Linked DNA regions of Canis lupus: region 1 is linked to region 2. The links are chromatin contacts, called in public Hi-C maps. All regions are on one chromosome and are shown on one strand. Each heading gives the region's core, a stretch centred on a gene start, on an enhancer-like site or on the middle of the called end of the contact. The rest is flanking DNA. Distances are from core to core; before and after follow the strand shown.

Region 1 (7,237 bases), core at 2,046-4,545, 70 kb before region 2:
GAAAATCTTGATTTCCACTAAAAATTGTTAGAATTTGTACTTAAAAGGCAACACATTTATAATCTGAGTAGAATCTTTACAATGCTTAGCCTACTCATGTAGGGACACAGTGTATCTTTTCACTTAGTTCTGATCTTCTGTAACATCCATAAATGATGTTTTATGATTTTTTAATATAGGCTTTATTTCTTGATAGATTTCTAGAAGATTTCACCATTGTTGCTAATGTGAATGAGTTTACATTTAATAGTTGATTATATCTAGTTTATTTATTTTTGTTTATATCGTTTATAAAAAATCTTCTATATGTTGCTGAGCTTACCATCTTCCTGACAATATTGTCTTACTGATATTCCGGGTAGATAATATCATTTATCTTAATTTCTTCCTAATTTCATACCTTAGTTATTTTGATTATTATTACACTGGACTCAAAATTCTCAGAACAATGTTGAATTGTATGAATGAAGGAAATAGCCTGGATCATGACATTAAGTGTTTTATTTCTGGTTGATACCCTTCATCCAGTTAAACTTTTGTTCCTTGCTTAATATAAGTTGTATTTCTTTTTTAAAGATTTTATTTATTTATTCATGAGAAAGAGACAGAGAGGCAGAAACACAGGTGGAGGGAGAAGCAGGCTCCATGCAGGGAGCCTGACATGGGACTCGATCCCGGGTCTCCAGGATCAGGCCCTGGGCTGAAGGCAGCGTTAAACCGCCGAGCCACCCGGCCTGCCCTATGAATTGTATTTCTTAAATAAATCAGTAATAAATCCTAATTTTTCAAGTGCTTTTTCAGTAACAATTAAAATCATAGTTTTTCTCTACTAATGTAGAAAATTTTCACTAAGGTTGAGTATTCTTGTATTGGTGGGATTAACCCGATTTGGTTATGACATTATTTTCTAAATGCACTGCTGGCTTCATAATTTCCTTAGGTTTTTCACCGGAGTATTCATAAGTGAGACTGAGATTTTTTTTTATTTTCATTATCCTTGTTTAGATTCTGTTATGGTTATGCTCCCTTCATAGTTGGGACATACTCAATTCTTCTCTATGCTTTGTTCCTGGTGACTTTGGTCAAGGATATACAGGATATTCTTTCATGATTATCAGTTTATTAAGGTTTTCTAACTACAGCCAATTTTTGAAAATCTGTATTTTCCTAGAAAATTATCCAAATAAATTTTCAAGATTATTAGTATAAAGCTACTTGAGACTCACTTCTAATTTTGGGAGTCCCTCATATCTGAAATATGTTCCTTTGTTTCCATTATTGTTTTCTTTCCTTCTTTAAATTTGCTAAGTGTCTATTTATTGTTCTTTTCAAACAGCAGTTATCAATTTTATATTTTATTTAATTAATATCTGCTTTTATTTTTAATCCCTCTCAAGTTTATTTTGGGAGATTTTATTTTTTCTGCTTCTCTGCTGTTTCAGTTTTCTTTTTTATCCTTCCTGCCATGTGTGTATCCTTTAAGGGTGTACTAACCCTCAGTGAGTTTATCCATATAACACAGCAACAAATGAAGCCTTTTACCATTATTATGTAACTGGCTACAAACTGTATTAATTTGGAGTCAGAGTGTGTTCCAATTCCCCACCTCCTACTTATGTGATCTTGGCCAAATGTGAGCAGTTTCTTCATCTGTAAAAACAGAAATAATAATACAGATTAAGTTTGAAACTCTTTGCAAATCATTTAGCATAGAAACTGGCCCCTATAATAACTCAATAGATGTCTGGCAAGACAAAACACCTTAGCTGCCCTATTTCTAAAAATAAGGGGATTGAGATGACTAATGATTTTATTAGTTCATCCACCAATCAACTGCTCATCAAGCCACCTGCTAACCCACAACCACAGTTACTAAGCCCTCCCCTTGAACTAAGTATTCAGAATGTCAGGAGCACCAAGATGAATAATGATACAATCCCTACCTTCCAGAAGCTCAGAGTTGGGGAGGTGGCATGACTGCTAAATAGCTAATTATAATATAATGTGATAAGTAGTCTAATAAGGGCTGTGTATATTCAAAGGCTTTGAGAAGTATGGCAAAATCAAAGATCTAGATTGGACACCTAATTCAGTTAATACTTACTAGCTGTGAATCTTCAGGCAATTAACTTTGGTACTTTGTTTCTCTATCTGCAAAAAGGAAGAGTCATACTGTTCTGGTAGGTTAAGGATTAAGTAAGAAAATTAATACAAAGTGCTTATTACAGTGTCAGACTCATGAACTCACCACATGACGATTATTAATACTAATATGACAAGAGGCTATGGAAGTTAAAGAAAGCCAATTTACTGTACTTCAGGGGAATTTCCCAAATGTGTTTAAAAACAAGACGTGCGGCAAGGTAATAAGGATGGGAAAAAAACAGGGTAAAAGGGGAATCGAGGTAGGTGATATCCCTGGAGGGCAGATAATTCTAATTTCTCTGCTAAATTAAATCCGAACCATGTAGTTTCTTTTTCTTTTATTTATTAAGTAGGCTCCATGCCCAACGTGGGGCTGGAACTCACCACCCTGAGATCACCGGTCGCATTCTCTACCAACTGAGTCAGCCAAGCGCCCCGCAATGTATTTTCAATGGAGTGACTGGAAGAATGAATACATATTAAGCAATACGGTTGCAGAAAAGGATTTGGGCCAAACTATTGAAAGTGAACACTTTACACTAAAAGGAACCTTGGAGCAGTCTTTGGACTACTGACCTGTGTTTATACTGGCTCCCACAACTTACCTGTTTGGTCTTAGCAAATTACGAACCCCTTGAATGGCCTCACCTACAAACCAGGGACAACACCTACCTTATAAAATTATTGTGAGAATTAAGTACCAAGCAATTACCCAAGAGCCTGGCACTAATAAGCATTCAATACTGAGAGCGGGTGCAGCTGCTAACTTCCTCTCTGGGTCTTTCTCCATACCTGTGCGTAACAGGGTCAGAACACACACTTCCTCCAATGTTCCAACAAACACTGAAAAATTGCACTAGGCCTGCCAAGGACGAAGAAAGGCCCCGCCCGGCCCGCGCCACACAGGTCACCTACGCAAACCGCAGTCCTGGAGCCTCCACCTGCGTCGCTGAGGCATGGAAGGCGCGACGGATGCCAGGCCATTAGAGAGACAGGGCCTCGGTACGCCGGGAGTGAGACCGAGCCGAACTTCAGGAGCACCGGCCCGTACCACCATCCGATCTCTCCAGAGGCGAAGCCCTGGAAAAGGTGGAGGAGAAGCCGGAAGTGACGCAAGGCCGTGAGGAACTGGAAATGACCGCAGCACGCCGGAAGTTTACCCGTTTCCAAGGCCGCGGCTCCCTCGCCGCTGGCACCAGTCGGCTGGACTCGGGACGCTGGAAAGCGACTCGGAGGAGCGGGTACCAGCCGCCGGCGGCCGCCGCCTGAGCGACTCGCGGGGAGTAGCAATCGAGGACGGCGGCCGCCCCTCTAGCTCTCGCGTGTGGAGGATAAACGGCCGACACGGCCAGCGTGGCGGCCAGCTAAGGGAGGGAGTTAGCGAAGACCAGGACTTGAGTCCCGGCGAAGACACGGAAAGAACCTGTGACGACGGCGGCCACCGCTGTGGGGGCTCTACGGGAAGGTTAAGTGAAGACGCCGGCTTCTCCCGCACTGACTCGAGAAGGGTCAGTGAAGACCTGGGCCATGTCTCTCGGGAGAGAGTTAGGGGAGATGGTGGCCGCCGTCACGTCAGTGCCTGGGAGAGCGTAAGGGGAGACCGAGGCTTCAGCAGCAGCGACCCGAATTTAAGCGAAGTGGGCAGCCGTCAGGCTAGTGATTGTGAGGGACCGGTCCGAGGAGACCGCGGCCGCTGCTTCAGGGATCCTTGGGAGGGTGTCCGAGAAGTCCGGGGCTCGCAGCCCAGCGACCCCGGGGAGAGAGGCAGTGGCTACTGCAGCCGCCGCCTCAGTGGCTCTTGGGAGGAAGGGAGCGTCGATGGCGGCCACAGCCTCAGCACCTCCTGGGAGGGAGTAAGCGAAGACCGCGGCTACGCGGCCAGCGACTCCTCCGGGGTGAGCGGCAGCGTAGACGCCAGCCGCTGCCTCCGGGGCTTCTGGGATAGAGAAAGTGAAGACGAGGGTTTCCGCTGCGGGGGCTCTTGGGACAGAAGCCGGGAAGACCGCGGCCCGGGTCCTAGCGACGACGAAGGCAGCCGCTGCAGCGGTTCGTGGGTGACAGCGAGTGAAGACCGCCGAAGCAGCAGGGGCCTGGACTCGACTCCTCCCCGGAGCCCGAGGGATCGCACCATGCCAGGGGTGTCTGATTCAGGCCCCTCCACCTTCTCTAGGGAGACTGCAACCCCTTGTGAGTCCGACTCTACGTTCGCCCTGGCCTCTGACACTCGGGCGTTCACCCACCCACATCACCCACATCAGCGTTGGCCCTTTATGGCAGTTTCCTTTCTCAGCTGTTACTCCTAATTTTCCTTAGTTGACCTTTTTTTTTTTTTTTTTTAGTTGACCAATTTTAAGTGGGTCCCAAAGCTGTTCATCTGTTTCTCATCCTCCCTCACTTCAGCTTACCCCTCTTTCTACCTGCACTATTCCTGAGAGTTCTTGCCCAGATTGACATAAATGTTTGTTAAATCTTAGGGACCCTTGGCTTCTCTGCAGCATTTGGCTCTGTAGAGATGACTTTAGACTTACCTAGTTTTCTTCCTTACTCTCTATTGACTCTCCCTTAGATGAGTTTTCTTCCATCCTCTTTTCTTACATTCTCCTTAAATGCTGTCTTTACCCGCCCCCCCCCCCCCCCCCCCGCAATAATGCCATCCCTGATGCTTTTTTCTGGTATGAAAAACTATGTCTTAAATCCTACTGAAATCTACGGTGCTCAACCATCCAGTAAATATTTGAGTGCCTACTCTTTGCTATATCTTGAGGATATATCACTGAAGAAGACAGGCACATTCCTTACCTTCTCGGAGGAAAGAGAAATGCTGAGCAAATAATAACTAGTGGGATAATTACTATAAAGAGTAGAGTGCTGTTGGCTTCAGTATGGGTTGAGGATGGGTATCAGAAAAAACAGAGACACCGAACACTGAGATCTGCTGTGGACTCATATATACAGCTCCCTTCTGAAACTCTTCCTTTGGCACCTCAGTCATCACATGCAAAGTTTGTATCCATGTGTCCACTCTGTCCTTTGATGTCTGCTATCTTAATGGCACCACACCACTCAGGTAACTAAGCTGGACACCTTTTTACATCCCCTTCAGCAATAGGATGGTTGGTTTTTGTTGTTGTTGTTGTTGTTTGTTTTGTGGTTTCTTGACTACATCCTACTGTTCATGCTGTCGAGGATGCCTTTCCCTGTTCCCATTTTACCTGGCAAACTACTGCTAATCCTTGAGAATCCATTCTTTAACAAAATTACAGGACTTTTATATATACTTTTTTAATTCTTTTTTTTTAAAGATTTATTTATTCATAAGAGACAGAGAGAAAGACACACAGGCAGAGGGAGAAGCAGGGTCCATGCAGGAGCCCGATGTGGGACTTGATCCCGGGTCTCCAGCATCATGCCCTGGGCTGAAGGCAGATGCTCAACCGCTCAGCCACCCAAGGTTTTATTTATTGGAGAGAGCTAGAGCGTGCACAAACTCAGGGAGGGAAAAAGGAAGACGACTCCCCGCTGAGCAGGGAGGCTATGGTGAGGCTGGATCCTGGGGCTCCAGGATCACAACCTGAGCCCAAGGCAGATGTTTGACAGACTTTGCCACCCAGTCATCCCCTTGAAGATTAACTTTTAGATACTACCTTCCCCAGAAATCCTTTCTTCCTCCCTTTTCTTCCTGGCTATGTTAGAAGTCTTCTGTGCTTTCATAAATTTTTAAGAATATTTCTGTCATTGCTCCTACCACATTATTTTATAATTTGTTTGTATCTTTCTGTGAGTTTGGATAAAGACCATGTTATCTTCATCTTTTTATCTTTATGGTAGACACCAAATTAACGTTGAGTGGGTGAGTGAATGAATTGGGATGGGATGTGGTGAAAAAGAAAAGGCTATAAAATTAGATGGAGTCAAATTATGGGAGGGTATATCTTGTCATTTTGAGAGTTTGGACTTTGTTCTCTAGACCACCAGTGGATAATCAGAAACAGTTAGTGGAGTAGAGGTATGAAGGGATCAGGATAGTGTCCCTGTATAAAATGGATTAAAGTGGGTAGAACATCATTTGTAGATCTTATAGTACTAGGTTAAAGGAGAAGAATGAAGGTCTGGCCTAGGATATTAAAATCATTAAACTTATTAAGTGGCCTGGTTATTTTTGCTACCTTCCTTGCACCCTTCCCAATGTGTATATATCTTTATTGTTCTTAAAGGTCTTACTCAAATGTTTACTCCTCCACTATCTTAATTTTACCTATACTTAGAGCATTACTGTTGGTTTTATTACCTTATCGGCTTTATCCAAATAGATTTTAAAGTGCTGGTAGAAAGAAAATGTATTAAGTCCATGTCCATTTTCCATCATATTGTCATAGTGCCTGGCACATGATAGATGCTCAGAAAGGATTTTTGAGTAACATGTGTAGCATTTTATTAAGGGGTGGTATAAGCTATGATTCTACCCTCAAATTAACATTTGAGTCATGGAAAAAGGATATATATATAGAGTAGTAGTACAAGATTGAGTAGATTATCTACCAGAAATGTTTGTGAGTTCTTTTGAAAACAATTTGAAGTGAGGAATTGTGCCTTTTTGTTTAGGAAACGTCTTGATTAAACTTTATGCTCCTTTCTCCTCTAATAACTGTTTCTTCATGCTTTACTTCTGGCTTACAGTGCACATTAAAATATTTCACAATCACAAGGTAGTCTTCATGTTTGAACGTTATAAAATATAAGACCACTGGAGTGTATGGAGTGTATGAAGTAAACATTGTGACCCTTTCTTAGTGTAGTAAATATGAGAAGGATAAGAAAATCATATTGATAGAATATATCAGCCTATGTGAGATAAGGCTTTGGTAAAACAACTGGAGAGTAGGCCTTTGTTATGGAAATGCCCTGGGTTGTAGTTCAGAACTATAACTTACCCCTTTTCCTGCCAAAGACGTGAAATGATTCTTGACTTTTCACAGTGATAACCTGGTGGGTTTTACCTGGTGGGGTGAAATCTATGGAAATGTAGGGGCCTTCTAAGACTTTGGCCCTGAAGAGTTTCTCCCTCATAGGCTAATTCTTGCCCAGAATTCTT
Region 2 (6,275 bases), core at 2,482-4,981:
TCTGTTTTGGTATCTCACCAGTCCTTAATTTTCCAAGAGTTGCAGTTAGTTATAATAATTAACGTAGTCTCTTCATTTTTTGCAGTGCTCACCTTGTACCACCCTCAGCCCCTAGGGAAACTTTGGTATAGAGAGGCCAGCCCACACAGTCACAGGGTGTTGGCTAGAGGACTGGTGGACACATACCTTTCATCAGCTGCCATTTACAGTCCGAACCAGTTGTTCCCTCTCACCCTGGGGCAGGAACTCTGCTGACCCCACCTCCGTGACAGGAACATGTGTTTTGTCCAGCTCCTAGATCTTTCAGAGATTACCCAAGCCTCACCTTCTTTTGAGTCATTCCAAATTGATTTGTCTACCTAAAAAACTTTTATTTTTTAGTAGCTGTTTAAAATATTTTCTTACTCCAAAGTGTCTCTTTTCAGGGTTGGATGTGATTCCATACTCTCCAGCACATCCTCCTCAAACCTTTGCTCTTTACCAACAGTGTGTAGGTTTTCAGGAGAGCTGACGGAGGTCCCTGTCCTCTGTGCCCATCATTTTTTGCAGCACTGCTTTTAGGTTAATTGAATTTTTGTAAATGAGCAATGTTCCCAACCTCTAATGGCAGCTGTAGTCTTGGTACAAAAGCTTCTGAGTCTCAATTTCATCTTTAAAATGGGGATAACACCTCTCTCTCGAGACTGAACTGATGTGAAACGAAATACTATGTGGAAATACTGAGATATTTTCTATCTACCAGTATTCATAGTAGTATATTCCCCCTTCTGCATATCCTTTTCTCCTTTTTCCTTCCTTTCATTTTCTATATTCAAGTTGAATAAACAATGTCAGTAGATAAATGTGTAGAGACCAGTGCTTCTGAGAGTAGGAGGAGTTTATTTGGGAGTCTAAATATATAAAGTATAAATAAAAAGAACTTAAGAGTCAGCGCTCATTTATATATTCTTCAAAAAATTCTGCCTAAATCTCCTGCCACCATCTGGTCAGGACCTATACTTGCATTCAGCTGTACCTTTAAGACTTCTTCCCCTGTAAAACAATCTGTTATAATTTTTATTCAGGAAAAAAATTTCCCAGGGTAGTTTCTTAGGATAGTTTGACATATATAATGCACTTAACTAGTTTTTGATAATAACTATTACTGTTTTGATAACAGCAACTATGTTTATAGTGTAAAGGTTTGGGCTGCAACAGCTCAGGGAAAACCAGTTCTAGCCTTGGGCTCTTCCCACGTCAGTTAGCAGTAAATTGAGAAGTGTTAGGCTAAGATAAAAGCAGAAATAACGGGGCAGCCCAGGGGGCTCAATGGTTTAGCGCCGCCTTCAGTCCAGGGAGTGATCCCGGAGACCCAGGATCGAGTCCCATGTTGGGCTCCCTGCATGGAGCCTGCTTCTCCCTCTGCCTGTCTCTGCCTCTCTTTCTCTCTCTCTCTCTCTGTGTCTCTATGAATAAATAAATAAAATCTTAAAAAAAAAAACAAAACAAATAACGAGGTGTTCTTTTTTGGGGATGTATTCAGTAGAGACAGGTCTGGTTGATTTCTCTAGGTGTCTAGGTCCTAGTCTGTGAGTCAGCACATAATATGATGTACTGGTCTTGAGATTTAAGAATTTATTTACGTAAAAATCCTAAGAGAAATTTAATCTGGAATTGAATGTATTGAATTTTTTCTTTTGGAACAGATAATGTAGAAAGATGAAATTGTGTCTAGTGTATGTATCTTACTTGGCCTTCTTTTCCTTTGTTTGTAGGAAGATGACTCTTCTTGTGAGTCAAGCAAAGAGAAGAGGCAAATAAAGAAAAAGGTGTCTTCTGGGGGAGTTTTTGTGAGAAGGTACTAATTAGTGAAATAACTTTAAATAAACTTGCTTGATTTTTCTTTTATTTTTAAATTGATATGTTAATCTATACAAATTCTCCTCAGTTACTCTTATCTGTCCCAATTCTGGAGGCAGAAATACATCATATTATCAAAGGGATTGCTAAAATTATATACACTCAGCTGTACTCCCCCTCCCAGTATACTTTTTATATAGTTATGTAGGCAAGACTTTACATTTATGAGTAATTAATTTTGCAAATATTCACACAAACTTTAAAATATAAGGTAGTACAGTCTAGTAATCAAGAGAAATGTAGGCATTAAAAATTCTACTTTCTAGAGCATACCATTTTTTAACTTTTCAAATGACTTTTTTTTTTTTTCAAATGACTTTTACAAAGTATCTGGACTTGGGAAAAAATGCAATATAAGATGAGTAAATTTTAGAAAAGGGTATCTTTATAGTAACTACCAAATATCTCAGGAAAGTTTTATATAAAATAACAATTCACTCTTGTAGAAGAAAAATGCCCCCAAAATATGTGTTTGCTAAGAATACCTATATAATCTGGTTTAGAATTCAACCATTAGGGGCACCTGGGTGGCTCAGTTGATTAAGTGTCTGCCTTTAGCTCAGGTCCTACTCTGGGGGTCCTGGGATTGAGCCCTGTATTGGGCTCCCTGCTCAGTGGAGGGCCTGCTTCCCCCTCTGCCTCTGCTGCTACCTCACTCCTCTTGCTCTGTCTCTCAAATTAAAAAACAAAAACAAAACAACCATTGTTCTGTTCTGTCTTGCAGCTTTATAAGAAAGCAGTATAAAAACGAGGCTGACTGGACAGGATAAAAAACACATGGCTTTCTTATTCTTTCTTCTCTTTTCCCCACCTGATGTTGCTGACCAAAAAACCACCACCGCATTTCATTTCATTTCTGATTTCATACCTTCCGTTCTTACCCACTTCCTCCTCGATGTTGTCAACATGCAACTGTCTGGGGCAGCTGTCTAGATCCTGCCTCTCCCTGAAGATCTGATTGTTGGCTTTGGGCTTCACTGGCAGCAGCCTTCTCATTACGCACCAGACTGCCCACCCTCTGGGCCCTGGCATGTACTTCCTGTGGACGTTTAAAGGCCGTTCTGACAGTGTCATCAGGACCAGTCTGCCCTGACATGAATCAATTTGAGTGCTAGACCAGTTCAGGCTGGTCAGCGGTCTGTGAGCAAGTTTTTAAAAAATGCCTTATTTATTTTCCTTTTGATAATCTTTATATGATTATTAGTTTCTCTGTCATTTTCCATTAAGCCTTCGATCTGTAATAAAACGTTTATTTGGTACATACTATGTGTGAGATCTGTGCCAAGTCCCTTCTATGTATTCTCTCTTAATTCTCACCACAGCAGGAGGAGACAGGCAGGTAATACTGTATACAGTTGGAAATTAAGTAAGTTGCCCAGAATCACACAGCACGTGGAGCCAGGATTCTAACCTTGGCAGGGAAAGTTCTGCTTTCTTAACCACTACAGGAACTCCCGAATCCAGTTTCTCACATTCTGGGACTACACACAGCCTACCTTCTTCCTTCCAGCCTGGTGACCCTAAAATTAATCCCAACTCTGTAGTTTGTTATACTTGCTCCAGTTTTCTCATGGCTAGACCTCCAGTCTCTCTCTGTACCAGTGAGGTAGGAAATCACTAGAAGAGTGTTGTCAGAGAAGCATGCACCCTTGAGGAAGAGGTTCCCTGGTCACCCCCAGTACGTACTCTCTGTTTTTCCAGTGTTAGGATTTACTTGGGTTTGGCACTGTTCCGGATAAGGGCTAACTCCTAATCTCTTTGCAGCTAAGACACCAAGTTGTGGCCAGCAGAGTCTGAGCAGAAGTGATGTGTATGTAACTCTAGGGTCATGACCTTAAAGAGAAAGGCTTACCCACTTCTTGTTCCTTTCTGCTTCTGGAGTGTGGGTGTGGTGGTGAGTCACTGGACCTCGTGAATGAAGGCAACACCCGGGATGGCAGAACAGTAAGATAAGAGGGGTCCTGTGCCCTGATACCATGTTGCTAACGTATTAGCCTGAGCATGCTTACACCTGGACTGTAGGGAAGAGAGAATTTAAACCTCTTTATTGAAACCAGAATATTTTTTTGGGTCTTAATATAGCAGCTGAATCAAAATTGTAATACAATCCTGAAATTACCTGTACTTAATCATAACTCACATATATGTTATTGTCAGGTTATATAAATCTAATTCTTGGATTTTCTGGACATCATCAGTGTTCAACAATTCACTTCTGACACTACCTAGAATTAGTGTCAGACTTCAGAGGTTAAGAGCTCAGTCCCACAAGAATGTCCCCTCTTCAGACACTCTCTTACAAGTTCCAGGTTGTCATTAGTACTTCTAAGAAGCGGTACATTTGGGGGTTTCCATAACCCCCTCCTCATCATGTTCAATAATTGGCTGGAATGACTAATAGAACTCGGAGCACTTCACTGTTACCAGTTTATTAAAAAGGATACATCTCAGGAACAGCCAAATGGAGATGCATAGGGCAAGGTGTGGAGTGAGAGGTGCATGGAGCTTCCGTGACCTCTTGGTGTGCTACCCTCCTAGCACCTTGATATGTTCATTGGTTTGGCCAGTGGTAACTGAACTCAACCTCCAGCTCCTCTCCTGTTCTCTCCCTTTCCCTGAGATTGAGTTGGGAGGTCAGGGAGGCTGAAAATTTCCAATGTGGAATCATTCCTTGGTCTATTTGGCAACGAGTCCACAATCAGAAGTTCTATATGGGCTCCCAGCCTCCTGTCATCTTAGCATACAAACAAAACATACTCTTATCATTGAGATTGAAGGATTTTAGGAGCTGTGTGCCAAGAAAACAGAAGTTGGTAATTATCCCTATCAAGAAAGTATACGGGTTTTAGGAGATCTGTGCCAGGAACTGGGGACAAAGACCAAATACATATATATAAAATACATATATGTATATATATACATACATACATAATACAAATCTAAGGCATGGGGAAAAAAAAGATTTCTACTTGTATCTCTTTAACATCTTTTTCACTTCTATTTTTGTTTCCTTAACATAATGTGGCATATATCACTCGAGGTAGAGGCCTCAACTTGTAGATGACTAGAATAATGAGTAAGAAAGAGCACGGCATTTAAAGACTGTGTGGCTTGGGGTGCCTGGCTGGCTCAGTTGGTTAGATGTCTGCCTCTGGCTCAGGTCATGATCCCGGAGTTTTGGGATTGGGCTTTGTCTCGGGTTCCCCGTTTGGCAGGGAGCCTGCTTCTCCCTCTCCTGCCTGCTACACCCTCTGCTTGTGCTTGCTCTGTCAAATAAATAAAAGAAAAAAAAAAAAATAAAAGAGTGTGGCTTATCTGCTGTATAGCCCTGACAACTTCAGTTGTGTGAAGTTACAACTGTGTGACCTTAACTTCTTGTAGCTTGTTTTTTCAGCTGTCAAATAGGGGATAATACCAACCACTTAAGGGGACTGCTGTGGAAAAACAAACAGAAAAACAGTGCGTTTATATTTATATTTAGCATATTCCCTCTTGTATAGTCACTGGCTATTATTATTCAACAAAATGACAATCACTAAGTTCAGTGTTGGTGACCACTGCTTTTTCCATTGCCTCATTTTTTTCTTTTAATTAAAAAAAAACTGCATACTTTTAAATATACATACATCTAAATTCTTACAGATTGACAAAATGGGAATTATAAAATTTGATTTGTTTTTCAAACACGGTGAAGTTCATACCGACTCCTGACTAGTTCTTATATAACTAGTCTAGTTTGTCACCAAATACAAGTTTACTGAATTTAAGTGAATCATAAAAAAATAAAACATAACATCTCTTCACTTTATGTAATATAAGATGGGTTTCTAAAAAGCAGGGATAAACTGGCTTTTGTCAATCAAAAAAATAAGAAGTATACGTAATATTCAAAGCTCAAGACATAGCAACTTGAAGATTTCATACTGAGTGTCATACAGTTGCACTAGGGCACACATTAAAGTTTATTGTTTTAAGTCACTACCAAAAAACCCAATCTCTATATATGGTAAGTTGCCTTTAAAATCCAAACAATTTTGTTTTAACAAGATTTTATTTCTATGAAAAGGTAATTGTGCAGTAGTTACCAGGAAAGCTGAATACAATAACATGTAGGCTTGGGAACAGTTTTTAAATTTGCAGCAGACATCAAAGAAATTCTATATGACATACATTTGTTCAAGCAAACACAAGAAAACTGGATCAGTTTCTATGAACTATTAAAAGGATAAAGATAAAAGGCTTTTTTTTCCCCTCAAATCAGGTTTTGAAAGACAGCTTTTCAACATAATAAAGACCCACAAATACAAACCTAAAACACCTCTTCCCATTCTAAAATATTTATTTTTAGTCCATATGTACTTTGAATAATCTTGTAT

What was found. A called contact is a pair of places that touch in the nucleus more often than the background predicts.
Region 1: a contact with region 2 is called in a Hi-C map of blood, with 2.2 times the contacts expected there. The contact joins the promoter of ANKRD42 here to the enhancer-like site in region 2. A contact is called at or near these places in 2 of 9 Hi-C or Micro-C datasets (both in blood).

Annotation. Positions count from the first base shown.
Region 1 is chr21:16,105,977-16,113,213 of UU_Cfam_GSD_1.0, reverse strand. ANKRD42 (ankyrin repeat domain-containing protein 42) reads left to right here and starts at 3,295. Exons shown (of 12, transcript XM_038568467.1): 1 at 3,295-4,332. The coding sequence starts at 4,275. LOC111091507 (a long non-coding RNA gene) reads right to left here and starts at 3,267. Exons shown (of 3, transcript XR_005375590.1): 1 at 3,061-3,267; 2 at 2,105-2,151; 3 at 1,101-1,650.
Region 2 is chr21:16,037,682-16,043,956 of UU_Cfam_GSD_1.0, reverse strand. ANKRD42 (ankyrin repeat domain-containing protein 42) reads left to right here. Exons shown (of 12, transcript XM_038568467.1): 11 at 1,755-1,837. It overlaps CCDC90B (coiled-coil domain-containing protein 90B, mitochondrial), which reads right to left. Exons shown (of 8, transcript XM_038568473.1): 8 at 5,932-6,275. Among named protein-coding and RNA genes, the nearest start is that of CCDC90B, 55 kb to the right of the region's middle. Within about 2 kb of position 3,731, at least 4 of the 20 cell types and tissues checked have an H3K27ac peak or open chromatin away from gene starts, as enhancers often do. A contact at or near this core is called in blood, where this site is marked.